Regions from separate parts of the Mus musculus genome. Here regions 1, 3 and 4 are each linked to region 2. A link is a contact called in public promoter capture Hi-C data. All regions are on one chromosome and are shown on one strand. Each heading gives the region's core, a stretch centred on a gene start, on an enhancer-like site or on the middle of the called end of the contact. The rest is flanking DNA. Distances are from core to core; before and after follow the strand shown. Region 1 holds the start of Zfp322a (zinc finger protein 322A). Region 2 overlaps Prss16 (protease, serine 16 (thymus)). Region 3 holds the start of Btn2a2 (butyrophilin, subfamily 2, member A2). Region 4 holds the start of H4c6 (H4 clustered histone 6).

Region 1 (6,903 bases), core at 1,116-3,615, 1.4 Mb before region 2:
GCATCAAACTTGGGTTTTCAGCCTAGGCAACAGGCATCTTTATCCACAGAGGCACCTTCCTTCTGGCCTGTACTTCTCATTTCTTTCAAGATGAAGTTTGCTTCTTTGAAATAACTGTGGCTTGTTTCCATCCCACTTCATTTTCATCTTATTTATACTTATAATCTTTTACGTCACGCCTAACTGTCTATTCTTCTCTGAACTTCTTGCAGAATGCAAGCCAAGTGCCCCCATCTCTGTGCTCCCACACCATCTTTTACAACGAAACGGCTGACATCTGCAGTTCATCCTAGAATGTGAGCATGAGACTAGCCAGCTCAGGGCTGAGATGGCCTGTGTATTTGTATTGTATTGTAATGCCAGATGACGTAGAGAATAGCAACGAATGTTCAGAAACTGAGTGCACTAAGTACTCTGCTTGGGCCAATATTTTGACTAAAGTGGCTCAGCACTTATCACACCTTCGTAATGTGCTGTCCAGCACTTCCCCACAATACTCTGAGGTAGCCATAAGTATGGCGGCGGCTCCAGTAATTGATTCTGGTTCAAATCAGCTTCCCGTTATTAAATGTATAAGTCGGCAAGTTAATCTTCCGGTTTACAGTGGCTGTTAAGAGTCTATGCATGGACCTTGGTAGCTCTACCAAGCTAGGCTCAGCTACCTGTCTTCAATTTGTCAAAAAGACAAGCAAGACAAAGCAGTGAAAGCGGTTTACTCAATATGGTCACACTAGGAAGAGGAGTAAGTAAAGGGGTTCAACCACTAACACGACGTTCAGAATATTTTAAAGGTCATGAGATGTGCATAAGTAAGGAGTCCTGGTAGCTACAATCATAAGTAGCCCCACTCATCACAGTCAGGACTGTGTGAAATCCTGCCCTAACTCTCCCACTGGCCAAGGCCCTAGTCCTTTCCTTGTTCTCAGCAGAAGACTCCTATCACAATTCCAATCCTTTGAGTCCATTGTCTCAACACTCTTATAGCTGAAGGGGATGGCATAAACACATACTCTCCTGCAATAACATGTGTACATTTCTTCCTAATATAGCCATACACAGCTCATTCTATAGTGTGATTCGAATTGTGTTTGGTACATCTTACACTAAAAACAGTTAATAAAAAGTTATTTAAATATTAAAATTAGGGCTAGAGAGATGGCTCAGCATTTAAGACCACTTGCTCTTGCTGATGACCCTGGTTCATTTTCCAGCCAGCACTCACATGGTAGCTCATAAACCATGCATTATTCCAGTTCCAGGGGATCTGACATCCTCCTAGAGTGCGCGCGCACACACCACGTGCACATATATGCTGATAAAACACCCATACATAGAAAATAAGTCTAAGAAAAAAAACTTAAATATTTGAATGACACTGGTGGGATTTTTTGTCTTAAAATTTTAATTTAAAATAAGCTGCAGAAATTCTGCAAATTCTGAAAACAGGAATTAGTGAATTCAGAATACATAATTGCCATCCTCAGACCCTAACTCTAGAATTTAACAGCCAATCCAAGTTCTTCTCCAGACCAGAGAATTCTAGTACTCACTTCCCATGTGAGGGTTTTTGTTATATACATGTGTGTATGTGTATAGTATATATATATGTGTGTGTGTGTGTGTGTGTGTGTGTGTGTGTGTATTATATACTTATTATTGTGTATGCCTGTCAGAAGACAACTTTTACGGTTAGTTCTCTCTTTCCGCTTTTGACATTGGTCTCAGAGATCAAATTCAGGTCGCGAGGTTTTATTTAGCAAGAAGCACTCTTTGCTCCTCACTCTCGACAGAAGCCATCTCGCCAGCCTACATACATTTTTTTTTTCAAGTAGGGAAAATATTGACTGTTCTTTTTTGTTTTTTGTTTTTTTTTCTGAATCTGTCTTCAGCCTAGAATCGCAATCAGAAAGGACAGAAATCCTTTCAACACGGTTTCCCCGCAGCTTTCTCCAGCAATAAGGCCACGCCGCCGCTGCCTATTCAAAGCTTCTCATAGTTTGCTGGCATGAGTGACAGCACCAAAGAGCCTTTGTAATTCTCCACTTCTCCGGCTTTTCAAGGTATTTAAAACCGAGTCCGCTGCATCTATCCTTGAGACACTACTCCTAACTCTTGATTTGAACAGCCGTGGAGAAAGAAAACAGAAGTTCAGAGCCGCAGTACCGGGCGCAGGGCACGGTTTCAATTCAGTGGGTACCGGAGCTGCTGCAGTCCCAAATTCCAGGAGCTGAAAAGGTAGTTGTCGGACGCGAAAGAGCCAGGGCGCAGGCGCGCTCAGGTTCCGCCCATTTCGGGAGGTCCGGTGCTTATTGGCCCGGAATCCCGGTGCAGCCCTATGAGGGGTAGTTACGTGCCTCGGGGCGTGGCTACGCCTCCCTGTCCTTGCTGGTGAGAGCGGTTTGTCTTGGCCTTGTGGTGTGCGGGGACCGCTTCTCCAGGTTGGTATCCGGCGGTTGGCTTGCCGACCTCTCAGCATCTCGGCCCACTCTCCTTCCCTAGGAGACCGTGGGACCGAATCGGCCATCGCCGAGTGCTCGGCCCCGGAAGCTCCGGCTTGAGGGTCCAGTCACCGGAAGTGCCGCCCTGGGCGGCGGAGTAAGCGTTCAGCGGGTCCTCGAGGTCCTTGGCCGTGAGAGGGGTCCGGGCCAGGCGCGGCGCCCTTCTTGTCGCTGTCAACGAAAAGTTGGGAGGAGAAACCTGTGAGACTGTCCTGGAGGTAGTAATGGAGCCAGGCTCGAATGCAGTCTGGAGCCTTCCTGAATGTCTAGACAACCATGGGCACTGGGGGGACCCTCCCCCAGCCTTAAGGGCGGAGATTAGTTGAGTTCCCCGGAATCTGCAGAATCTGTTTGCTCAAAGCATTCCATAGTCATTTATTTTTAGCAGCCTTGGTCCTGTGTAACATTGCATTCATGAATCGTATTCCTACAGGTTTTAGTGCACGAGGAATGAATCCTTGATCTCAGAAGTTGAAATAATAATGCGCCTATCAGTCACCTGAGCGTTTGAGGTAGAGGTAGGAGGATAGGGAATTAAAAGCCAGTTTAAGCTGCCTAGCGATTTTGAAGCTAGCCTAAGCTACGTGAGACTCTCCCCGTCTTAACAGCAAGAAAAACAAGGCCCAGGGCTTTGTTCTGAACTTAAAAATCTCTCAGCTAGAAGAATTCTTGTTATTTTGTGTAGAGCAGGTCAGAAAGAAACGGCTTCTTGAAGGAGGAACGGAAACATTAGAATGAGCAAAATTTTGCTGAAGGATGATGTCAGGATTGGAGAGTGCATGGGACATTATTTAAATGGCCTACTGTTAAAAGGAAAAATGTAAGCTTTGCAGTCATGCTCATTCAACATTGCTGCTTTTTTCCTCTAGGAGAGGGAAGAATTAAATATTATGAGTACTTCTGGATTAGAGACCTTGTGGATCTGAAAAAAATAAATCGTTGGGTTCTTGTTAAGGTAAGTGGCATACATCTGTTTCTATATAAATGTGAATTTTGGAGTAGGGATGGGACAAGAAAGAAGGTAAAACATACTTGGGAAAAGGAAAAGGGTCTTTCTGGTGACTAACATAGTGGCCCTTTGATAACCTTTCAGTACACCTATTTTTCTAACAGGCATACACAGCAGATTTGCAACAATTGTCCTTCTTTTGATTTACCATACAAAGAAGGCAGTGTGCCCAATGCTCAGACAGGCTCTAGGATGGATATTTAAACCTGGCTCTGTTACTTAACTGCCTGTGAGTTCTTGTGTAATTAGGTAACTGTCATAGCAACAGGTTTTCTATCAGTAAGATGGTGGTAATATTTGATTTTACAGTGTTCTTGGGAGGATTAAATGTCCATAATCCATGTAATCAATGAAAATTGAGGCAACCCCTGGTCTGAGGCTGTACAGCAAGTATGGTTTTTAAGACAATACGTTAAATACTTACTGTTTGATCATCCCATATATCCTTTAACCGAAAAGAATCTTGAGCTCTGAAGTTTTGTTGCTTAGCCTGTCTATTTGAACTTTTGTCTGCTCTTCGCTTATGAAATGGAGTCTGGTGTTGCTCGTGAAAAAAACAAAACAAAACAAAAACCAGAAGTCCTCCCTTCCTAGGAGGGGTAAAGGAAGCATGTTAGAGACAGTAGCCTGGAGTAAGGATTTGGAGGATGGGTTTGTGTTTGCCAGATGCACATTGGAGACCCAAGGATAATGATACTCCTTTTTCAGTCTGAGACTTGGCTACTTGTTGTTTTTTTAATTGTTTAACAGATGCATTCTAAATGTTACAGATATTGCAGTAACCAAAAGACAAAACCCTAACCATAGTAGATGTTATGCTCTAGTAGGAGAGACAGACAAGGGAACGTACATAAAGTACATCTCTTAATGTTGGATAGTGATGCTGTAAGGTGGTGTGAAGGGCCATGAAGGTGTGTTGCTTTTTTAGGTAGTAAGTTTCAGGCTACTTAAATCGGATAATGGAGAAAGCTACATTGAGGAACAGTGGTTCCTCTACCTAAAGTAGAGGATTTTCTACCTAAAGTAGAAAAACAACATATTTTGAGGTGCCTGAGAGGATGAAAATGGCAAACATTCCATAGTATGGAGGGCAGTAAAACTTTGGATTTTATTGTAAATGTGTGGGAAGTATCATATTCTGTTTTGAAGACTGACAGCCAGATCATATTTTATTTGCATACGAAAATTGTTTCCTGGTTTAAAATTGGTTTTCTGTTTGTTTTTCTTGTGCATCATAATTTCTTGGCTACTGAGAGCAGTTGTGATGTCTTGGGCTGGTAGTTTAATAAGATAATCTGATTCATTTCCCAAACTATGAGCAAACTCAGTTAAATAGCTGAGGCAGGAGGATTGGAAGTTACAAAACTAGCTTGGGTAACCTAGGGAAGACCTTTCTCAAAGTGTAAAAAGGATAGGGCATATAGCTCAGTGGTGGAGTATGATGTGTGTGCAGCCTTTGGGTTCAATCCCTATCACCATGAGACAGTTAAAGAACAACATACTGTATTTTTGTTTGAACATTTCTATATTTTAGCTCAACAAAGATATTGTAGGCTGTTTTGCAAATCATGATATCTACCATGTCTCCTGATTGCATTCAGTGATGAATGGTATCTAGAACCTAGAATCTTAGTATTTAATATGTGCATTATTGCTGTGCTTGGGAGCTGACATTACTAGGATGGAAAACCCTTTTCATGTGTACATTGTACAGCTTCTCTAGACAGTACAAACTGTGACCTCATTCTCATACTGCCCTTTAATTCCAGCTAACCACAGTACAGAGTTCATTCTAATCTTGTTCTTTTCTATTTGTAATTTCCTTCTGTAACTGAGGGGAATCTATGTTCCCTTATCCAACTCTGGTATACATACTAACTAGTATGTACTATGAGGAAAAGCCCCATAAATAAGGTTCAGTAATTGTGTATATACAGTTTGGGAGGCTGTGTACCTCTAATTGAAGTACTTGGGGTGGGAGTCTTAGGCAAGCAGATCAGAAAACAAGACCCACCTGAGCTATATAATGAGCCAATTTCTTAAAAAAAGGTAAAAGAAAATTAAAAATAATTATTGTCTTTAGCTTGAGTTTATATAGTCTCATACTATGTAAGAGTTATTTTTTTTTTTTTCTACTTTTGGGTGTTCATGTTATTTGTTTGAAATGAACTGTCTTTTGGTTTGTTTTAAAATGGGGTCTCAGTTTGTAGGCCAAGCAGGCTTGGAATTTTATAGCCAAGGCTAGCCTCAAATATTTACCAGTTCTTCTCATGCTCCAAGTACTAGGAGTATAGATGTGAGTCATCACACTCGGGTGTCATTTGCTTTCATGTGTCATTTTGCAGCTCCTTGGCACTGCTAGTGATAAGGGCCTAGGGCCCTACATATGCTGCACTACAGAGACCTATCCCAGGCCACCCATTTATTTCTGTTAAGTATATATGTATGTAGAAATGTGTTCTTAGAGAAATATGGCACTTCATCCTTTGGTTCACATCAGTTCTGTCCTCTTAGGTTTTGATCCCATTTTCACCTATCTTGTGATGATGCAAATAAGACATTAACATTAGTTTCTTATTTTTTCCTAATTTATTTTTGACAAAGTTTATAAGTACATTTTTAAAAATATTTTTAAAATATAGTTTTAAATAGGATTTTTTAAATTTCTGATTTCTTACACAAACTACAGCATTTGCTTGCACTTTAAAATTTTTACAGTTGAATGCTTGGGAGTGGTGGCACACACTTAATCCCAGCATTTGAGAGACAATGTCAGGTGTGTTTGAGGCCAGCTTGGTCTCAAGAGAGAGTTCCAGGACAGCCAGGGTTACATAGAGAAACTGTCTTGAAAAACCAAAACAAAAAATATCTTTAAAAATTTACATTTGGAGTTGGAGAGACAGCGCAGCTGTTAAGGACATTTTCAAAGGACCCAGGTTTGGTTACCAGTACCCACTTGAACTAACAATAGGTTGTAACTACAACTCCATAGGATTTGATGCATTCATTCTGGTCTCTTTGGGCATTGCACATAGATGGTGCATGTACACGGTGCATGGTTTGAATGACAATGGCCCCCACAGGTTCATATTTGAATACTTGGCTCCCAGGTGGTGGAACTGTTTGGAAATGATTAGCAGTCATGGCACTGGAGGTGTGTCACTGAGGCTGGGCATTGAAGTTTCAAAATATGTCATTCCTACTTAGTTCTTTCTGCCTTCTACTTACAGATCATGATGTAAGCTCCCAGATATTCCTGACATCATGCCTTTGTTCCACCATCATGGATTCTAGCTCTCTAAAATCATAAACCCAAATTAAATGCTTACTAATTGCCCTGGTGTCTTATCACAGCAATAGAAAAATAAGATAGTGCATATACATTTGTGCAGGGAA
Region 2 (7,476 bases), core at 1,222-3,721:
CCTAACTGTTATTAGCCAGGTTCCACATCTCTAAACTGAGAATAATAACAGTACTTTTCTTACTGCTGTTATAACACAGCTTTGCATATTTTGGGCTGCCCAATGCACCAGCCCCCTACAGCTTAGGAATTTGGCACATCCTGTTCAATGTACCAGAGTGATCCATTTCCCGTTTTGTAGGGTTTGCTCATCTTCCTGTCTCACCTCAAGATACCCTTCCCTCAATATCTTGCATCATCTCTATAGATTAAAAAAAAAAGTCCCACTTCTGTTATTCTGTGTTCTTTAGTACATTCTAATCTGCTAGCATTCCATGTCCCCTTCTGAGTGCTATAACAGCAGAACATGGAACTATATTGGTTGCCACTTTCTGCCCAGTATTGCCCAAGAGATGTCTGAGTGCATTGTAGGTGCTCAGCAAATGTGAAGGAAGGAACTCATGTGAGGTCAAGGAAGTATGATTTACCCAGAACACTGTGAGATATGGGTTTTTAAGCAGCGTGGACATGATCCAATTTGAGAAGCAGTCATTCCAGATTCTCCCTCCCCTCTAATCCTTTGCATGTTCACTTTTCTCTCTTCCGGGTTGGTTATTTCTTCTTTTTGTTTGACTTACCCATCCTAACTCAAGGCCTTCTTCTTGCAGAATGCCCTCCCTGGGCCCATGTGTTCTCTCTAAGAGCCCTACCTCCTGTCCTTTTCTGTCACAGCCCTGTCACTTGGGAATGTAATGATCTGGGATGTGGGTCTGTTGGGCAGAACTGTGAACTCACGAGGTCACTACTGTGGGTGTTCTAAAAATTACTATTGGAGAAGAGCAGGAGGCTGTCTATATGTATTCTTTACACTTCAAAATATTCTCATTCCACAGATGTCACCTGTGAGGGTCTTCAGTGTCCTTTTTCCCAGCTCCCAGCACTGCCCTTCCAGCTAGAGCTGTGTGAACAAGTGTTTGGCCTCTCACCTGCATCTGTTGCCCAGGCTGTGGCCCAGACAAACTCCTATTATGGTGGTCAGAGCCCTGGAGCCACCCAAGTACTGTTTGTTAATGGTGAGTGTACCACCAGGGCCTGGCTCTACAACATTGTAGTCTCAGTGCAGTGCCATCCTCTCCTTTCTTTCCAGGAGACACAGATCCTTGGCATGTATTGAGCGTAACACAGGACTTAGGACTGTCTGAGCCAGCCCTTCTAATTCCTAGTGCTTCCCACTGCTTCGATATGGCACCTATGAGGCCTTCAGACTCTCCCAGCCTCCGCCTGGGACGTCAGGTAAGAGAAAAGATCCTGAATGTTTTATATTCTCACTCACATACTTATTTGTATAACTCATCTTTTACTGGTGCTGAGTTCTGACTCCAGAATGTTCTCCATCTCTTCTTCACAGAAAATCTCCCAGCAATTACAGGATTGGCTCAAAGATATAAAGAAGAGCCAGAGTTGATGTGGGATCAAAACCCAGCCCTTTGACAGTCCCATCACAGGAACTGCATCCTGGCATTTTTCTTCACTGTAGAAGAGAAAACAGCTGTTTGGAAGGAGGAAGTTCCTAGACGTGGGACTCAGTGCCTGTTCTGCCTGCTTGTTCTCAATTTATCTTCATTGCCAACTAGAAGTTCTTTGTCACGGATTAGTATAAATGTAGGCAAATGATTACTGTCCTTTGTAGGTAGTGATATTCTGTATGGTAAATGTCAGGGGAATGTGGCTTTCCATGCTGGAGCCGCCTTCTCCCAGATAAGAACCTGGCTTAAATTCTGTCTCTTCATTCTTGACTGGCACCTACTGCATAGAACTCTTCACATCCTGACTCTGTCTCTCCTGAGTTTTAGTCTGTGGTAGTTGAACTTCATTGTCAGCCTACCTGAATTTAGAATCACATGGAAACATAACCCTGGACTGACTGACTACCTTTGAGCACGTTTTCAGTAAAGTTATACTGAAGAGGAAAGACCCGCCTGAAATGGTGGTAACACCCATTACTGAACTCCCAGCTGAATAAAAGAAATGGTGAGCACCGGCATTCATTTCTCTCTGCTGTGACTGTGGGCATGATGTGAGCAGCTGCCTCACAGCCCAGCTCGAATACCTCTGCCACTGTGATGGGCTGTATTCCATAATGCGAGCCAAAGCAAGCCCCGCCCTTCCCTCAGTGTTTCCTGTCACTTATGTGGTCACAGCTCTAGGAAAGGGAACCAATAGTCTGTCCCTGCATTCTGTGTGTTTCCGTTTGGAGGAAATGGGAGGCTACACAAACCTCCTCCTTCTTTTGATCTTCCTTTAGTACCTTCTTTACTCCCTTCTTCTCCCCACAAGCAAATGTCACCACTCTCCAGTACTCTAGCTTCTTGCCTGAAAAGTCTTGAGTTCTGGCTAGTCCCCCTGGTTTTCTACGTTCCAGTTTGGGGGTTGGTCCCAAAGCTAGTCTCTTAGGCTGTAGCACAGCTCACCCCTATGAGCAGCTGCCACTAATACTAGGACATAGGGAGTCCAGGGGAGTGACAGACTCTAAGGGGCAGGTTGAGAATGAGGGAAGGCTAGACAGAAAAGGTGTAACCTCTCTCTCTGTGAGGAAGTTCAAACCCAGAGAACAAGTTTTAACACTTAGGGCTAACCTTAGTTCTGCTTACAGAAACCACCCTGGGTCTTTTATTAGCCTCTAACCACATTTCCTCACCAGGTCTAACTGTAGCGTGTGTGATGGCCTTGCACATGGTGTGTGCTTATCATCTGTTAAGAGAGTCATGCTGCCCTTCCCCCCCAAAAAGAGAATCATGCACTCCATGCAGAATCCACATACTTGGGGTTTCCCTCCTACTATGCTGCATGTGCCGTCTGCAAAGTTCCTTGCAGTGTGAGACCTGCATGGATTCGGTCAATCTTCTTCGCTCTAACATTCTCAGGCCTTTTGGATAGGTCTCATGTGTCTGACCGGTTCTGCTCCTGCCTTCCAGGTATTCAGGCACTGTTGCACACCTGGGAAGTGGGTTGGGGGATTTTAGGATGAGTGTACATCATTTGCTGGGACTGAGGTGCTGGGAATGCCTCATTTACATGAAGAGGAATTCCAGGTGCTTGCTAGACATGTCCTTATAGGAAGAGGGGAAATTAAACCTGTAAGTTGGCCACCAGGCTAGTGTCTACTTAAACAGTGGTGGAGGTGGGAGTTGTAAGGCTATGTGCCTCTGGGCATGCAGGCCAGATCAGGGAGGGAGTAATTCTTACTCCTGCCAGTCTCGAGATGAGATGTCCAGGGTGACATGTCTGGACCTCACTCTTACTGGTTTAAAAAAGCTTTAAAAAAAAATAAAAAATCTCAAGCACAGCCTCCCTCTTTTCCCAACCTGTTCCTAGAGGCAAGTCTCCCAGACTTGCAAAACCAATAATTTAATGAAACCACATCAACTGAAAGAGGACGACTGTAGAGGAGAAGGGAGACCAATGAAAGGAGGAGGTCAAAGGACAGTGGGGAAGGAGGGTGAGCAAGAGCAACATGTATCTTATTTTATCAGAACAGAGAAATTTTGTTATTATTTTTCTTTTGCCTTTATGTTTTAATCTCAGATATACAATTAAAATAAATGCATTAAGTGAGCACTACAGGGGTTTTTTTATGAAGGCTCACTTCTGGGTTAGATGAAGCCCAGATGATTGTAAATGCTCTATTTGCACTTACATATGTAAGACTGGCAGAGATAACAAAAAAAAAAAGGACCAGGAGGAACACAGCATGACATCAGCCTTGTCAGTCAGACACAGAACACGTCTCATGTTTACTAATCCAGTATGTGCTGGAGTCCATAGAGCTAGTTAGCCCACGATGTGTAATCTCAGCCAGCCTTCAACTCCTCCAGGAAATTCACAGGACAAAGGTGCAGATAGAAATGCATTTCTTTTACTTTGTAGGTCTGTACAACGTGAGAAAGGAGCTCGATTCCAGGACTGACTTGGAAAGAAGATCTAAGATCAATTAGCTTTTCTAATCTCCTCCCCCCAGTTTTTCATCAAGCAGGGAATGCTCTACTTTGGGGTTCTCTGCCCCACATAGCTAGGTGTTCCCAGCACTTGTTACAGGAGAGAGGACATTGCCTGGGGGGAAAAAAAAACAAAAACAAAAACAAAAAAACAAAAAACAAAAAAACTTTGGAGACTCTAAAACACAGTTGGGTTGAGGGAGCCGAGGAAGATAAGAACAACAAATCTGGAATTCAATGTTACTTGTGCATTGCACAGAGGGGCTCATCCTCACCTTGGCACTGTTAGCAGCGATTGAGCTAACAGACCAGTGAGTAGTCTCTCATTTCTCTGTGTGGTGCACAGATCCACATGGAGACAAAACAAACACCCATACAATTTTTTTAAGTTACATTTAGCAAATTTAATGACAGGTTTTATGCACTTAAGAACAAGAATGGCCTTACTATTTCCTCAGTACACATTTGAACAGTTTTACAAAAGCTGAGGATGGTCATGCTTTAAATATTTTTAGCATGTAGAATTATACAGAATGTTCTCCTATGCAGCTACTTCAGTCTTAACAAGATTTCAGCACTCTTTCTTTCTCCTGTTCAGGAATTGGAGCATGAGGCAAAGGTGTGATTGGAAAGACCGTTTTTTGAGGGGTTGTTGGTTAGCATTCATGACCTAATTCATTCACCAACTCCAATAAGCTGTATCAGGAGGAAGAGTCAGATTGTTAAATCGCTCAACTTTTTGTTGCCCCATGCCACCTCTGCTTGATCTTTGCTTCGTCCTGTTGTAAGGATCCAGAAGGTGAAATACAAAGAAAGACTGAGTTTCTTATTTAAAGAGTGCCACAGCCTCTGCCTGGCTCTTCCCAGACTTTGGCTCACCAGAACAGGAGCTAATGGGAGGCACTGCCTGCAGTTCGGCTCTTTCAGAGGTTGTCATTGGGAGCTGGGCTGGGGGTTGGAAGTCCAATCCTGGTTTGGCTGGCAGAGCACAGGCTGCCGCCCCCCCACCCCCCAGTACCACTACCAAGGCAGATCTAATGTCTGCACTTCCCAGTGAGAACCACAATCTCCTAACTAGAAAAATGTTGAAGACACCCATAGATCCACATTGTTTCCTTTTCCCTTTTTATTTTCTTCTTTTATTTTAAACTAAAACCATCTACAGGTATAAAAATCCTCTCCCCATCAGAGAGAGGCAATTTGAAAATTCAAGATGTCTTAAATTGCCTTTGATGCCTCCTAAGTCTCTTTCCAGTTAAGCAACGACCATGTTTGTCACAGGGTTGGGAGAGGAGCCCTACCTGGAGGGTCCGTTTTACAGTAACTGAATTCTCATCAGTATCCATTAAAGCAAGAGGTAATTTGAATAAAGATGTTCTTCTGGCTGGGTTAAAAAGATAACTGAGGCAGTCAGGAATTAACCTAGAACCTTCTGATCTAGTCAGACACGGTTCCATTGAGCCATTGGCCCTTGTCTCAGGTCTCACTACTGTGGTATGTTAAAATAAGGCTTTAGAATTACTGCCCCCTTTAACGCTACTAGGCAACCATTCATTCTGACCTTCCCCTCTCTACTCCTAGACCCTACCCTGCCTGGCAGACACTCCCCAAACTTCTATTTTTTTTTTTTTTTTTTTTTTACCCTCAAGCACTGCTTGTCATAGAATGCACCTGTTACTGGAGAGTTCCTAGCGTCAGAGCCTGGGTCCTTGAAGCCCTAACAAGTCAACCTATTTCAATTAACAACAGTAGTGAAGAGTTTAGAAAGGAGACTTATTCAACTTGACCACTTGTTATAATAGCAACAAGGCTCAGTGGTCTGCCCCTCCTCTTCCACCCTCGCATCCATATTGCAGGTCCTCACATGAGGTTCAGCCACTTACTTATATTAATTTCATTCATTTATTTACTAGTGTTTGGGCTGGGGGTTCGAGGACAACTTTCATCAGTCAGTCTCCCTTCTTCCTGTGGGACCCCACAAGCACCTTTACCCCTGAGCCAGACACCCAGCTTTAAATAAAACAATAAAGTATGCACAATTCACAACTAAGTAGTCCTTGTTAAGGAGTGTTCTTACCCAACACCATCTCAGAACTGTGAAAACTCTGGAAAGATAAACTCCCTTTCTGGCTGGTTGGGACCAAGACCCCATCATTTTTTTTCTCCTCCCAGATAACAATTACAAAGCACCGCTTCAATGGTCTGATAGCCAAGGAGAAAGGCTGCTTTTGTTTGTTCAATTTGAGACTCAATGTGTATCGTTCAACTGACCTTAAACTCGGGTTTCACCTCCTCAGTGATGAGATTATAGATGCTTACCTTAACTTGCTGAGCCATCTCCCAGCCCCTGTGTTCCTAGTTTCACACAGAACCAGGCAGCCCCCCCCCCCCCCCGTCAGTTATTGGCTCGGGCAAATGGTCCTCCAAATATAGGATCTGTGTGATTTTACTGAATAGGGTTTAAAATCACAGTATTGCTCTCAGAAAGGAATCTGGGAGTGTTTGCACTTTACCTGTGATACCCAGTGTGGTGCTCTCCTAGAATTTTTCCTGTGTAGCGCTTAACATCGGTTTTGGCTTCCAGGCGGATTCTCTCTAAGGAGAACCGAGCCCCAACCATTTAGGGAGCGTCTTTGAACTCCGACGAACATAACAATTGCTCACGATTCTTTATTAAAATCGTGTTTCAATTATTGCGCTTAGGCCGTTTAATACTAACGGGAGCAAGCAAGCGGAGGCAGGGTTTACCCTGAAACCCATCTCTGTAACGTGTGATGGAGTCAAAGTAAGCTTGTGAGAAGAAGGGATTCTTGAGTGGTCGGGGGTCATCTCAGGTTCAATTCCCTGGCGCAGGGCCCTCCCCGCTCTGCTTGCTCGTAAGCCTCAATCACAAGGCTGCATAGATCCCTCTTAAGTTTGGCAATCTGCACGTTTATTTCAGTGTTTGTAAATACCAATGTCTCGGCCCATCACTGTGAACTTGGCAAAAATAGTTTCCCCCATAATGTGTCAGATCTATCCACAAAACTGAGATGGACCTTAGGCTTCATACGCACCTTCCCCGCCTGTGATAGAGAGACTCATGCCCATTTCGCCCGGTGGCTGAGTGAGGTGTGAGTGAGTGTGTGAGGTGTGAGTAAGTGTGTGAGGTGTGAGTGAGGGTGGTGAGGCAACCACGGAGGACATCCCGAAACTCAATACCCCCAGAGGATCTCCGTCTTGTTCAACAACTTCACCTGTTTTCCCGACGCTGATTCCCGAACCACTTGGTGGGAAGCCTTGGGCGTAGGTGGACGTTGGGGAGGGCTCCTGGTCCTTTTATGATCTCTGTTCAAATAAGGAGGTTTTGAGTTCAGATCATGAGATGAGAAAGAAGCTCCGTGCAGGCTGAAGTAGGAGGGTTATGGAGAGTTTGAAGTCATTCTAGGCTACAAAGGCTGAATAAGAGGATGGTAGTGGTGGCGGTGGTGATATAAACGAAGAAATCAAGTGATCTTTTCTGT
Region 3 (7,485 bases), core at 53-2,552, 1.5 Mb before region 2:
GTTTTACTCCCAGCACCCACAGCATTGAGTGCAACTGAGTTGCAGGGGATTTCATGTCCTTTTCTGCCCCCCCCCCCCCCCCGCCAAGACAACCTCACACATGTGGCACATACTCACACATATAAAATACATAAAATAAGATCATTTAAAAAGAAAGCCTCTGCTCAAACATACATGATCCTTCTAGAAGTTCAAAATGTCAGGTTCAACAAGGGCCAGAGACACCATTCAAATGCCCTTTTTAAAAAACAGTCATCAAAGTCCTGTTTTAATTCCTGTTTTTAAGAGCTGTTGTTTATGAGACAGGGAGATTCAGTGACCTCTAAGCTTGCTGTGACCACACTAGATACCTTACAACCATTTAGGAAATAGGCATCAACTTGATCTGGCTGCTTCTAACTGAAAAGAGTTTTGCCTCTTGATGACTCTTAGGTCTCTGAAGACAATCAAAAGAATCCTCATAGATCGTGACAGACTGCTGAAAAACCAGCCAAGGGTAGTCTACTCCAAGGGAGAAGAAACAGAATTGAGACAGCAGACCAATACATGGTCTGAAGGGAGTGAGGTCGTTACTGAGATCATAGCAAGTGTAACCCATTTCTACTGCTCAGTCTGAGTCTTGCTCTCCACCAACACCTTTTCCTTTTTCGGATTTTGAGATAGAGTTTCTCTGTGTAGCCCTGGCAGTCCTGGAACTCACTCTGTAGACCAGGCTGGCCTTGAACTGGCCTCTGGAAAAGCACTAAGTAGTTTTAACCACTGAGTATAGCTCCAGCCCATGGGAGACTTTTTAAAACTAAAGAACAAAGTCTTAGCACTGTCTACTCCCTTAAGAGTTAATCAAGCTAGGCGTGACTTTAATTCCATGCCTTTAATTCCAGCATGCAGAGGTAGAGACAGGCCTGTGAGTTTGACATCAGCCATGGCTAGTAAGACCCTGTCCCAAAAGAGTTAATCCAAGAGTTTGAGTGCTGGGATTAAAGGTGTGAGTCAGCACACCCGGATTGCATCTGGCTCCCTTACTCCCTTCTTCACACACACTTCAACACACAGGGATGAGGCCTCTGGACACCAAGCCCAACTCTAGGACCTCTCAAGTGGGAAGAAGAAGGGAAGAAAGGAGCGCATGAAAGGGAAGCAATAAGAGGGAAGGGAAGAAAGGGGCACAAGGGAAAGGAAGACAGGAGGGAGAAAGGATTGTTTCTGTGTATGCTACCTAGTAACAAGTGACTGCTAGACATAGGAATACTATTGGCTGATGACTTAAGGCAGGCCAATCCCGGGCTCTGAACTGCTTAGTGGAAATTGTGAGACTTGCACGCGGAATGGGTCCTCCGAGGTCTGCTGTCGCGAGTCCCAGCACTTTGCAAGTAATGGAGAACAGAAAATTCTTTCCTCTCTACTGTAGCAGTTTGTTCTCTGGTGGCGACTGTGCTCAGCGACAAGTTGGAGAGTAGAGAAAAGGCAAGATAATCAGCATTTGAGGGTCAGAGAAGAAAAGAAAACGCAGTTAATTCTAGAAGGTAGGGGAGGGGATGGGGAGCGCTCTGAGTCCTAGCAGGGGCTGTAGGAATAGGGGGTGGGGGTAGGGTGTCACAACACAGGCTGCTGGGAGGGAAAAGCCAGATCTTTGACTCTGGAAAGAATACCTGGGGGGGGGGGGGTAGTCTCACCTACCTAGTTTTACCTGAGGTTCACCAGGAGGAGGGAGTACAGGGAAGGCGAGGGGGGAGGGGAGGAGGAAGGAAAGAAGGCTTGGGACGAGGGAAGGAGGAAAGAGGAGGAAGAACTGGGTAGAGAAGTAGGAGAAAGACCCGGAGGTTGAGGAAGAGGGAAGGGGCTGGAGAGAGAGAACAAGGGAAGGAGGAGGAAGAGGAGGGAGTGGGGGAGGAGGAGGAGGAGGAAAGCCCAAGAAGAAAGAAAGAGGAGGAGGGAGGGGGAGGAATATCAAATGACAGCTGAAGAAACTGGACTCTGGAAAGACAACTGAGCCTAAGACAACAGAAAACTGCCTGCCTGGTGCTTATGTTGTTTGTTTAATAGAATGTTTGGTGAATCCAACTATTAAGGTATAACCAGTTCCATAGGGCAAGAGTCCATCTAAGGCAGAAGTCTGAGTGCTCATGAGACCAGCATAGGGACAAAAAGGTGTCATGTACATGAGAACCGTGGGTGATTTATCCTCTGTACTTCTAGGTTTTCTGTCCACACGTGACCTAGGTGACTCTGTCCTGAAGACCTATGGAGCCTACAACTTCCCTGCGTTCTTGCCCGATAGCCTCCCTTCTCTTCTTCTTGGTCCTCAGCCTGTTTGTGCTGGTCTCAGGTACAGTTGTAGGCTTCTTGCTCCTCTCAGTTTTTCAGAAAGCAATGGCCACAGTTCTCCTGATAGACAGAGACAGGAATAGGGACTGCAGCTGTGTTGGCTCATCTTTCTGAATGAGGACACTGGATTTATCCCAATTTTGTCCTACAGAAATATAGCTAGAGCATCAAAGGAGATCTGTAAATGTCCAAGTGGCAACATTCAAAGGAGTTAAAAATAGATGACGTAGATTTGAATGATATATTTTGTTTAACACCACATAATCAAATATTAATATAAATGCCTTGCCAGGTGTGGAGGTACACACCTATAAACTTAAGAGGCTGAGACAAGACTGCCAGGAATTCAAGGTCTGCCAGGGGTACATAATAAGATGCTATCTCAGGAAACAAAACAAGGGGGCTAGGAATGTGGCTCACTCGGTAGAGTGCTTGCCTAGCATGCACAGGCTGTGGTTGGAATCCTGGGTCTGTGCCACACTCAGGCATTGTACTGAAGAACAAGTCTCTCTGAGCATTGGATCTATACTTTATGCTCAGGGTGACTATTTTGTTTTTGTTCATGGCTGGGCTTGAACTTGCTATAAAGCTGAAGATAACTTTGAAGAGCTGATCTTCCAGCCTCCATCTCCTCAGTGTCGGGATCGTGGGTGTGCACCACACGCATGGGTAGTGTTTTGTTCCTGAAATATTTGGGGGATTGTTCCCAGAAATGCTGCCCACCAACCACAGCTACCAGCCTACTAGGAAGCCCCTGTGGCCTTTCATTTCTGTTGCTGTGATAAATACGCTCTCAAAAAGCAACGTAGGAAAGGGAAGTGTTTAATTAGGTACAAATGCAAGCCACAGTCCATCACTGCGGGAAGTCAAGATAGGAATTTGAAGGCAGGACTGCTTGCTATCCCACACAGCGTTACCTCCAACCAAGGAACTAACTTTATTGCCAAAGAAGTGTAGAATACGCCATGGAAGATACTGCTTGTTGGCTTCTAACAGACTCTCAAGTAGGTCAGGACCCCCTGCCTAGGGAATGGTGTGGGTGGCCTTAACATTGTTGCAATTAACAACTAAGACAATCTCCCACAAAGATGCCCACAGGCCAGTGACTTAAGCAGTTTCTCAATTTGGATTCTCTTAGGAGATAATTCTAGGTTATGTCAAGTGGAACTAACAGTTAAAACTAACCAGGACAATGTCCAGACTATAGCTTGAGTGGTGTATGACATTGTGACATAAAACTGTCACTAAAAATTTCACTCTTGGGAACTACAGAATCAAAACAAACAACAAAAACAAACCTCATGAGTTAAGTGAAACAGCTATAGTTCCTGTCTGATTGTCCCCCTTTGTCAAATAGCCCAGTTTACTGTCATAGGACCAGCTGAGCCCATCCTGGCCATGGTAGGAGAGAATACCACACTACACTGCCACCTGTCACCAGAGAGAAATGCCGAAGAGATGGAGGTGCGGTGGTTCCGGTGGCGTTTCTTCCCTGCAGTGCTGGTGTACAGAGGCCATCAAGAGAGACCAGAGGAGCAGATGGTGGCATACCGAGGAAGAACCACCTTCATGCGCACAGACATCAGCAAGGGAAGAGTTGCGCTCATTATCCACAATGTCACAGCCTATGACAATGGCATCTACTGCTGTTACTTCCAGGAAGGCAGGTCCTATGACCAGGCAACCATGAAGCTTATGGTGGCAAGTAAGTCACTGTTTACCTTTGTTGACTTTTCCCAGTGTGATTTTTTTTTGGGGGGGGGGAATGTCTCTCATCACAGACTAGCACATTTCTTGCCTGTAATCTCCTTTACATAGGGAGGGTTGCTTCGAGAGTTCACCTGAATGAGCTCTGCTAAGCTGTGGCCATTGCTTCTTGAGTGACAGGCATTGTTAGAAGTGTGCAGGGGTACTTAAGATAAACAAGCATTACCTCCCCAAACCACAACAGGCATTTCACTGGTTAATATTAGTCTTATAGTTCAGACCAGGCTTAAACTCACTTTGTTGCTGACAGTGACCTTGAACTTCTGATCTTCCTTCCTCCTTACCAAGTACTGGGATATCAAACTGTATCACAAACTTCACCATCCTCAGCTAACCTTGCCTTGCCCTTTTCCCCATTTCTCCTTGTAATAATTGTAAAGAAAGCAATTGACACGTAAACAGATAATGTCAATATTAAGTAGAGCAGCAGAATTATATACTAAGACTGGTGGCCCCGTAGAGGAACAGAGTAAGAGTACTACCCGGAGCATTTTACAAAGCTTCATGATAGAACTGGCAATTAAGCTGGGCATGCGGGAAGGGAGCCATGATTTCTTAGGGAGGAAGGTTTCCTGACGCTTGTAACCTGATCCTTTTCACAGTAGAAGTTCAGGATTGGTTAGTGGTGCTTGTGGTTTCCGGGAACCCCAACTCTTCCCCTGTAAGCATGGTGCACTGACTTGCCCTGCTCTGAATTAGACTGTTATAAAATGTATAACTAGATGGTGTGTGTGTTCTTATGTGTGTATGCTAGTAGTAGCCAAAGGTGTCTTTCTCAGTCACTTTCCAACTTAGTTTTTGAGACAGGGTCTCTTGATGAACTTTGATCTCTCTGCTCTGCTCTCCTGGCTGGCCAAGTAGCCACCAGGATCTTCTTGTCGTCTCCTCATCCCCTGCCTCAGGGCTGGGGTTTTAGACATGAGACCACCTAAGCTTCTGGATATCTGCTGAGCATCTAAGCATCCAAAGCACTACAGCAAGTGCTGTATCTTCCCAGCACCCTTTGCTTGATTTTTTAAAGATGTATTTATTTTATGTGTGTGAGTGACACCAGAAGAGACATCAGAGACACCAGAAGAGGGCATCAGATCCCATTACAGATGTTTGTGAGCCACCATGTGGTTGCTAGAAATTGAACCCAAGACCTTTGGAAGAGCAGTCTGTGCTCTTAACCACTGAGCCATCTCTCAGCTCTTCATTCATTCATTCATTCATTCATAGTTTGTTTGTTGGATCGATTGGCTAGGTGATTTCATCCTTAAGTCTGTTGTCTCTCAACCCAATGGAATGTTTTATAAAATTATTTTGTTCAGATTGCCAAGTCTTGTGGGGATTTTGTTTGTTTGTTTTTGTTGGATTGTTTGGGAGTTGTTGTTTTTGTTGTTGTTTGAGACAGGATCTCTCAAATATAGGTCTGGCCGGCCACGTTATTTTGAATCTTATTCCACATCAAGTTTTCTGAGTGAGGCTGGGCGTCTATGGCTTTGTTTCCTGGGCAAAGTCAAATTGAAGATCTCCACATCATGGCACATAGCTATGCTCCCACTCCAGCACTTGGGACATGGAAGCAAGAGGATCAGGAGTTCAATGTCATCCTCAACTACATAGCCAGTTGGAGGCTAGCGTGAGCTACCTGAGATTCTGTCTCAGAAACAAACAGAAAAATCAAGTTGAATAGCCCCATGTGGTAGCATATGCTGAAATCTCAGCACCCAAAGGATGAGGCAGAAGGATTTCTGTGAGTTTGAGGCCAACCTGAACTATATAGTGAGGTCCTATCTCAAACAAACAAACAAACAACAAAAAATAAAATAGAGCACAAAGCGTGGGACTTCAGTTTATTGAATGATTTATTCTCCTTTCTTTGGTATAATATATTGAGTAAGCTTAACAAAAGAACTCGTCAATAAACGTTTGTGGGGCATGCCTAAAGCAACAGAAATGTCCCACAACCACACATCTAAAAGTTTGTCATGCCTAGTGTTCTCTTCAGCTGAAGGCTTCTAGGATAGCCTTTTAATGACATACATTGAATGGTGACACTGTTTTGACTACATCAGGTGTATTCATATCTCCCTAATAGGTGAATTTGGGAGAGCACTATAGATTACCAACTCGAGTGAGTCCCCAGGAGGTAAACACCTCTGACTGTCAAGATTCAGCTCTGTGGTGGCAGCCCTTGTGTTTAGTGCACAGCTGGGAGCCATTGCCTTCCCTCTGTTTGGCCATGAGAGATGGGGAACCCTGAAAGATAGAAAGGACAGTGTCTTAAAGAAAGAAAGCTTCATTAAGATTGTGGCATCCTAACAAATTCTTGTATTACTCTAGAATGTCACAAGGCTAAAGCAACTGAGATGCTTTTGCACAGAGCACAAAGTGAAGTTCTGAGTTGACCTTTTTTGGTTGGACTGAACATGCCTACTTAAAAGTGAGACAATTAGAGTCTCTGTCAAAAACAGTGACACAACAAGCCTTTTAAGGAGACAAGGTAGATATCTAGGCTGTGATGAGCCCTAAAGCAGAGCACAGTGGAGAATGTGATGAATCCTTTGCTCTTGAAGAGCCTCCAGCTCAGTTGGAACAGTGGTCCCTTCTCTAACATCAAGGCCTTTTTTCCTACCCATCATCTCTTTCCTCCTTCCTGCTTCTTCCTCCCGCCATCTTTTCACTGCCACAGAGCGGAGGCTGCAGGAGTTTGCATATTCAGTGTCTCTAGGTCCAGCCAGTTTGTACTTCCCTTTTCTTGGCTTCTACCATTAAGAGCAGATTTCTTAAGACATGCTCACTGAAATACTATTGCTTGTTCTATGATGCTGTGGATCAAAACTAAGTCCTTTCTTATGCCAGACAAGTACTCTACTACTGAGCTACATCCCTAGCCCAGCCACTCTTTTTGTTTGTTTGTTTGTATTTTGAGATAGGGTCTTACTATATATATGGTTGTCCTGAAACCCTGCATGTAGGCTAGGCTGGCCTCAAACTCATAGAGATCCTCCTGTTTCTGTCTCCCCAGTACTAGAACCCAACCAGCCACTCTTTTAGCTGAGCCCTGGTCTTTCCTCCCAGGCCTTGGCTCTGAGCCACTTATTAAAATGAAGACACTTGAGGATGGGAGCATCTTGCTAGAGTGCACATCTGAAGGGTGGTACCCAGAGCCCCGAGCTGTGTGGAGAGACCCCTATGATGAAGTTGTACCTGCCCTGGAGGAGGAGTATACAGCTGACAGAGAAGGCCTCTTCACAGTCACCATGACTATAATCATCAGGGACTGCTCTGTGAGGAACATGACCTGCTCTGTCAATAACACTCTGCTCAGCCAGGAGGTGGAAAGTGTGATTCTCATTCCAGGTTAGTTCCCCTGCCCTCTGGAGATGCATCCTGAAATGATTGGCT
Region 4 (6,661 bases), core at 550-3,049, 1.5 Mb before region 2:
TCTACAGGAAAGGGTGGTTGTATAAAATAAAAATCAACCTGGTTGTGGTGGTCCATGCCTTTAATCCGAGTACCTGGGAGGCAGAAGCAGGTAGATCTCTGAAATTAAGGACTATCTACAGAGCAAGTTCCAGGACAGCTATGGCTACATGAAGAAACCAAGCACTGTTTCAGAAGGAAAATAATAGGGCTAATAAATAGGTAGCAAGAAAAGAAATATATAAAGAGAAGAAGGCAACTTTAGGCTGAAATAATAAGTAACAGGAAAACAATCATAATAGATGGGGAAGAAGACAAATTTAAGACAAATGTGCTCAAAATATCTATAAAAATTAGAGCTATCAATTTTATATCCCTTTCTGTTGACATTACATGAAGATACTGGCAACTTGGAACTCACATCCAAGTACAAAAGAGTATGTATTAAGTTCATTTTCTAAAATGGGAGCCTTTAAATATTTAAAAACCCCCCTCCCACTTCTCTCTCCCCTCTGTAACACCTTTTAACTGTGTGTGGAAGCTAAATAGCATCTTGCATACTTGAGGAGTATTCTAAGTCCTCGATTTTTTAGAAAAGCCCATTCTCCAATGTGCAAATACATCCCCATCTACAGTCTAGATAACTGAAACTGTGCTCAACAAGTTTCAGGGCAAGGTCAATGCAATTGGGATATGGCTGCTTCACTGGGGTACTTACTAGGCAGCAGGAAGGAATATGCTGAGCTGATGTCATGTCACACTTCACAGCCTGAACTTAGTTTCCCTTAAGTGACCTTTGAGTTCCTTGGGTGGGGGAGAGGAATCCACTGTGCTATTTAACCCCACTGTACTCACACTAGTTTTGGCATTCTGGTATGTACAGAGTGAGTGGGGTGAGGACTGGTGATTTTCTGGAAAGAAGCATAGAAAAGTTCTGTGGGGTAATTGGGATAAGCACATCCTGAGTACATGGTAGTTACTTTTGTTTTTTTGTTTTTTTGGGTTTTTTGTTTGTTTGTTTGTTTCTCTACCATTATCATAGAAACGTCTCACACAAGCAATAGCCAAAGCACATCTTCAAGATGGCCTCTCTCTACACAAGGATGGGGCTCAAACCAGTACTACAGAGGCTAAAAAGAAAACGGTGGCTACCGGTCATGAAACACAAAAGTCCTCCCCAGCAACAATAGCGTTTATTAAAAAGATTAGATCTTCAACTCTGAGCAAGTCTCCATCTTTCCAGGCCAGCCTGGTCTACAGAGTGAGTGCCAGGACAGCCAGGGCTACACAGAGAAACCCTGTCTCGAGAAAAAAAAAAAAAAAAAGGGAAGCAGTATATATTCAATCAATACTAGTGCCCTTTGTAGACTTGAAAACAGAGCTATGTGCAAGCCTCTGAGAAATGCAAAGAGCTTCATAAGTGAGATTTAATAATGCTTGCAAAATTTTAGAAGTTACATTTTCGTAAATCTTCCACCTAAAAGATAACCTTACTGTACTATATCCGGTTTTGTAGATAAGTGTATGGATAACAACCTCCTTTTTAAAAATGATGAGTGGCTGGGAGAATTATAAACTATCGGTTGTCAGAACCTACAAGTACGCTCCTGAAGGACACAAACTAGTGACTAAGAACTCCAAGAGAAAAGCGGAAAACTCATATTCCCCTCGCCACAGGGGCTGTGCCTTCCGCCTAGCAATAGGATTCAGCCAGTGAGTTAGAGGGGCGGATACAGAATCACCTTCCCGCCCGCGCCTTTTCAGTCCTCTAAAAGGTCCGCATTCGCCATATATATACCAGCTGTAGAGGGCGCTTAAGGAATTTCAACTCAGTGCTCCATAGCCATGTCTGGTCGTGGTAAGGGAGGAAAAGGCCTGGGCAAAGGCGGCGCTAAGCGCCACCGTAAGGTTCTTCGCGATAACATCCAGGGCATCACCAAGCCCGCCATCCGCCGCCTGGCCCGGCGCGGAGGAGTGAAGCGCATCTCCGGTCTCATCTACGAGGAAACCCGCGGTGTGCTGAAGGTGTTCCTGGAGAACGTGATCCGCGACGCCGTCACCTACACGGAGCACGCCAAGCGCAAGACCGTCACCGCCATGGACGTGGTCTACGCGCTCAAGCGCCAGGGCCGCACCCTCTACGGATTCGGCGGTTAAGCTCACCTGGAGCTTCTTTCTCAAAGGCCCTTTTCAGGGCCACCCACTTTGTCATAAAAAGCTGTTTGCATTTCTCGACTTGTAATTGTTCTGTCCCTAAAGTTCAAAATGGCGGCTGAGACTTTTCAAAAGGTAAATCTAGGCAATGAAAGTGCTTCCCCAGTAGTTTGTAGTAATTATAACACATCAAATCCAGACAAGGTCTACTGCTTTCTCCCAGTGCTTAAGCTGAGTCTTATTCCCTTGAAGGTGCTAAATACAAAGGGCAAAAGATACTTTTGAAGAGATGATGAACAAAATTCTTAGGCCTAAAGAGCTGTTTTAACCTGTGTGCTCTTTCCCCTGTATCCTTGATTACAACCCTAACGTTTCACTTCTGGGCTAAAGCTCAAGGCTGCCAGCTCTTCCTGACAACGTTGCTCCAGAGGGAAAACTCCATTACTAGTTAACAGACTGGTTCATATTTTTTAAGTGGCCTTATTACTTAGCAACTTAGACTTGTTACCCTGCTATGAGCCAGGCTTTCCACATTGAGAAGGATTCGACTACTAAATGGCTTGTTGACTTCCAAATTTACAGCTCCTGCTATACATGAGATCACAACCACTCCCGCAGTCAAAATGATGGGCCCAAAAGCACACTAGTGACCCTATATTCCTAACTTAGCAATATCAAGATTACATGCTTCCTGGCACACATCCTGTTTTTCTCATTCTTCTGTATGCTTTCTGGGTCCTTTTCAAATTATTTTAATGATGAGTTATCTTTTCCCCTGCAGTGTTTTTTAAGCAATTTTAAATAGTTTTCATCTCTTTTGTACAAAAATAAAATTTTCTTAACTGATTATCCTGCATCTAAAAAATAAAACCCAAACTCCTGTGTTTTATCTGACATCTGTCTTGCCTCTATGACCTCATCCATAACCATGAATTATACTCCCAACTAGACTGAACAACACATCTTTTCTTCCAAATGAAATTTCCATCTGTACACGTGTGGTTTGTTCTCATAAGAATGTAATGTCTTTTTCAACCTTCACCTTTCTACCTGAACCAAGTACTGCCAGTGCCAATTATAGAACCTAACACACAGCAATTACTTAGTATGAATAAAATTAAAAGCTATAAAGACAAAATTGACTTTCCTCTAAATATCTGCAACAATTAGATTTGATTAATTATTTGATCAAGAATACCCATATAACAGTTACAAACAAAGCCTTAGCTTTGGAGAAAAGTACCTTTGAAATCTTCTCAGCCTAGTAGATTTTAAACATAATCTGTAAACAATTCACCATCTAAAACTTACTAGAAAGAGCTTGCTTTCAGAAAACCTCAACTTCAGTTCTAAGCAGCAGGCTGACTCTAGACAAATCGCTTGCTTCTCTGTCTGAAGCTTTTCTCTGAGTCCACATTCTAGACATAACATCCACTTTTATGTTTGATACATCAATATTATTATTTATAAATTTTGTACAGTGTAGTGAAACTCAGTTTATTCCCCACAAGCCTAGACAAGGGCACACAGTACAAGAAGAAAATCTGAAAGTATCACTTAGAGTATATACTTAGTTTACTCTGGGTCTGATAAGGCAAACAGGACGGGCAGGCAACTAGTAAGGAGGGAAATGATGGTCCCTGTCATCTATTCTGGGTGTTAGTGTCTGCAGTGTCTGCCACCTATGTTTTTGAACTTGGTAAGCCATTTCACACATTACTATGATGTATCCTGCATAAAATCAATGGTACTGTTTAAGATTTATTTAGTATAATGACAAGCATTAGTTTACAATGGCACCTAACTCAAAAGCAAGTGGCAAAAAGGCTCTCAGGCAAGTCTTGAATTTGTTTGTTGCTTTGCATGTTTCAGGAGGCAGCTGGTGTTTTGTTTTGTTTTGTTTTGTTTTGTTTTGTTTTGTTTTGTTTTTTTCATTTTTCATTTTTTATTTTTTATTTTAATGCATGCAGCCAAAACAGCACATAATTGTTTTGGTTAAAAAGCAAAATACAATAGTTTTTACTGATACAGCATCAAGGTCTCTGCCTGCGTGCTGCAAATCGGTTTTTCTTAGCTACAAAAAGCAATTACACTTTGTCATTACATTGTTACAGCATACTTTATTTTTATTTAGTACACACAACTAACATAACCTAACTGTTTCCCACCATAACATCCAGCTTAGTCCTGTTCTTATTTCTTATTCACATGTTCTCTATACTGTTTATATTAAAGTTTCTTTGTTCATACTGCCACGCCTGCCCTCACATACTGCTACGCCTGCCCTCACATACTGCTCTCCCTCTCTATAGTATTAAACTTTTGACTGTCCCTTGTACATATCTTAATCTGGCATCTCTGTTGACCTTTGCTAAAGTCTGAAATACTCTGTTCATAGATCCACCCACTCCAGCTCACTTCAAATTCAAGACCCAGGGCAATGCCTTGGAGCAGTGAATCATGAAGCTTCTAGCTTCTCCCACCGGGTTTATACTTACCTGCTCAAAGGATCTCTCTCTCTCCCTCCCTCCCTCTCTTTCTCCCTCTCTCTCTCTCTCTCTCTCTCTCTCTCTCTCTCTCTCTCTCTCCCTCCCTCTCTTTCTCTCTCTCTCTCTCCCTCTCTTTCTCTCCCTCTCTCTCTCTCTCTCCCCACCCCACCCCACCCCCGCCAGCCCCCCTCTCACTAATCATTGCTCTAAAGAGTTTCTAACACACAACTGTGTCATCCATTTAAGTTGCCTCAAATTTCTGAATACAAACAATGGATACAATCCAATATATAAATGTATACTCTACCACCTAACAACGACTCTACTGGGGGCAGGGTGGGTGAGTTCTTGCACACGCATTCTCACTCGTACCCTTGTGCAACTTACCAGTCTAAAGCATTTGGAAGTAAATTTCAGACATATATCATGAAATTTTGTCGTTGAATACTTGAACATGAACCCAAGAATAAGGGAATTTTCTGTATAATTTTCACATATGACTGAAAACAAAAGACTTTAATAATAATAATAATAATAATAATAATAATAATAATAAAATGCCCAATTGACATCTCTTTGTTAAAATCTCACTATCCTTAAGAGCCAGAATCCAATTAATTATTTTATCTGGCTACTATATTGGTCAAGTCTGTTTTAAACTTGAACCACATGCCACACAGATACTGTTTGGTTGTTTTGTTTTGTCTTGTTTCCTTTTTTAAAAACAAGGTCTCTCTCAGCTGTCCATTCTGTTGAAGTTCACCTTGAACCGATGATCTTCCTGCTCCTACCTCCCAACTTCTAGAATTATAGACTTACACCATAACCCCAATACACATGGCTGGTGAAGTATGCTGGTTTAGCGCTCTTCCAACTGAACTAGATAGAACCCTAACCCCACTTTCTTATTATGACAAGATTTTTTTTTTTTTAAAGAAAAAAAAACAAGTGTCACATAGAACATTCCACATTCTGGATATTGGTGTCTGTTCCTCTTAAGATGAGATTTAATAGGCTTCCTTTACTGTAAACATCAGATTGAGAAAGGTGAGAATCTATATTTTGTTTGGTTCTTTGTAAGCAGTGTTTTCCTGTGTATCCCTGGCTGGCCTTGACTTAAATCTATAGACCATGCTGGCTTAGAACTGAGATTTGCTTGTCTCTCTCTGCCTCTGCTACCCAAGTGCTGGGACTAAAGCCAAGGGCCACCACGCTGGGCAAGGTTATATTTCTAATAAGTGAGTTTAGGTTAATGCTTAGTGCTGCTAAAGTACACCATTTGGACAAAACTGAAGAAAGTTTCATTTAACTCAGTAAAAAAGTGTGGGAGTACCAGGCAGTGGTGGCGCATGCCTTTAATCCCAGCACTTGGGAGGCAGAGGCAGGTCTACTACAGAGTAAGTTCCAGGACAGTCAGGGTTACACAGAGAAACCCTGTCTGAAAGAAAGAAAGAAAGAAAGAAAGAAAGAAAGAAAGAAAGAAAGAAAGAAAGAAAGGAAGGAAGGAAGGAAGGAAGGAAGGAAGGAAGGAAGGAAAGGAATGAAGGAAGGAAGGAAGGAAGAAAGAGAGAGAAAATGTGGGAGTACATAACATACACAGTATAGTTCGTACCCTAAAAATGTTTTCTACAACTGCCATCCCAATGCATGGGAAGTCTAAGGAACATCACTATGGGATGACACAAGACTGCTCTAGTAAGATGCTGTTAACAAAAACAAAACAAAAAATTATAAAAGGTTTAAATGGCTAACTACCTATGACTGGGTTGTTGATAAAGTGATGCAGGTGAACACACTGAGAAAACCCTCCTTCCTTTAGCAAGTCATCCTTAGTTTAAAGTGTGTAGCCCTGAAAAGAGCCTTTTGCAGATACTGGCCTCAAAGCACATCTCCAGAGTGCTTGGACCACGTCTTCGACTGTGACAGTCCTGCTTTGTATGTTCTCCAGAAACACCTTCGGCACCCTGTTGATCTCCTAGTAGATAAGGCAGGGATGCTCTGTACGGGGGTGAATGACCTTAGTAATAAGTTTAGTGATAC

Evidence for each region. Promoter capture Hi-C pulls out the DNA fragments that hold promoters and counts their contacts.
Region 1: a promoter capture Hi-C map of pre-B cells shows a contact between it and region 2. The contact joins the promoter of Zfp322a here to the enhancer-like site in region 2. A contact is called at or near these places in 10 of 39 promoter capture datasets (cranial neural crest, embryonic stem cells, frontonasal cranial neural crest and 6 more), 4 of 115 datasets of contacts at active chromatin or transcription factors (embryonic stem cells, forebrain, pancreatic cancer cells and 1 more) and 2 of 9 other capture datasets (adipose tissue and liver).
Region 3: a contact with region 2 is called in a promoter capture Hi-C map of pre-B cells. The contact joins the promoter of Btn2a2 here to the enhancer-like site in region 2. A contact is called at or near these places in 10 of 39 promoter capture datasets (the HPC-7 cell line, cranial neural crest, embryonic stem cells and 6 more), 2 of 484 Hi-C or Micro-C datasets (bone marrow-derived macrophages and embryonic stem cells) and 6 of 115 datasets of contacts at active chromatin or transcription factors (acute myeloid leukemia, embryonic stem cells, microglia and 1 more).
Region 4: a contact with region 2 is called in a promoter capture Hi-C map of pre-B cells. The contact joins the promoter of H4c6 here to the enhancer-like site in region 2. A contact is called at or near these places in 11 of 39 promoter capture datasets (the HPC-7 cell line, cranial neural crest, frontonasal cranial neural crest and 7 more), 6 of 115 datasets of contacts at active chromatin or transcription factors (embryonic stem cells, lineage negative bone marrow cells, microglia and 1 more) and 4 of 9 other capture datasets (adipose tissue, liver, macrophages and 1 more).

What each region holds. Positions count from the first base shown.
Region 1 is chr13:23,364,670-23,371,572 of GRCm38.p6, reverse strand. Zfp322a (zinc finger protein 322A) reads left to right here and starts at 2,365. Exons shown (of 5, transcript NM_001111107.2): 1 at 2,365-2,438; 2 at 3,368-3,453. All of the region lies in intron 3 of 4930586N03Rik (RIKEN cDNA 4930586N03 gene), which reads right to left.
Region 2 is chr13:21,996,721-22,004,196 of GRCm38.p6, reverse strand. Prss16 (protease, serine 16 (thymus)) reads left to right here. Exons shown (of 12, transcript NM_019429.2): 10 at 872-1,051; 11 at 1,126-1,271; 12 at 1,387-2,021. The coding sequence ends at 1,443. Among named protein-coding and RNA genes, the nearest start is that of n-TQctg1, 3.8 kb to the right of the region's middle. Within about 2 kb of position 2,471, at least 64 of the 459 cell types and tissues checked have an H3K27ac peak or open chromatin away from gene starts, as enhancers often do. A contact at or near this core is called in the HPC-7 cell line, acute myeloid leukemia, bone marrow-derived macrophages and 2 more, where this site is marked.
Region 3 is chr13:23,482,674-23,490,158 of GRCm38.p6, reverse strand. Btn2a2 (butyrophilin, subfamily 2, member A2) reads left to right here and starts at 1,302. Exons shown (of 8, transcript NM_175938.3): 1 at 1,302-1,523; 2 at 2,197-2,326; 3 at 3,683-4,030; 4 at 7,159-7,440. The coding sequence starts at 2,242.
Region 4 is chr13:23,546,806-23,553,466 of GRCm38.p6, reverse strand. It overlaps H4c6 (H4 clustered histone 6), which reads left to right and starts at 1,799. Exons shown (of 1, transcript NM_175655.3): 1 at 1,799-2,181. The coding sequence starts at 1,824. The coding sequence ends at 2,135.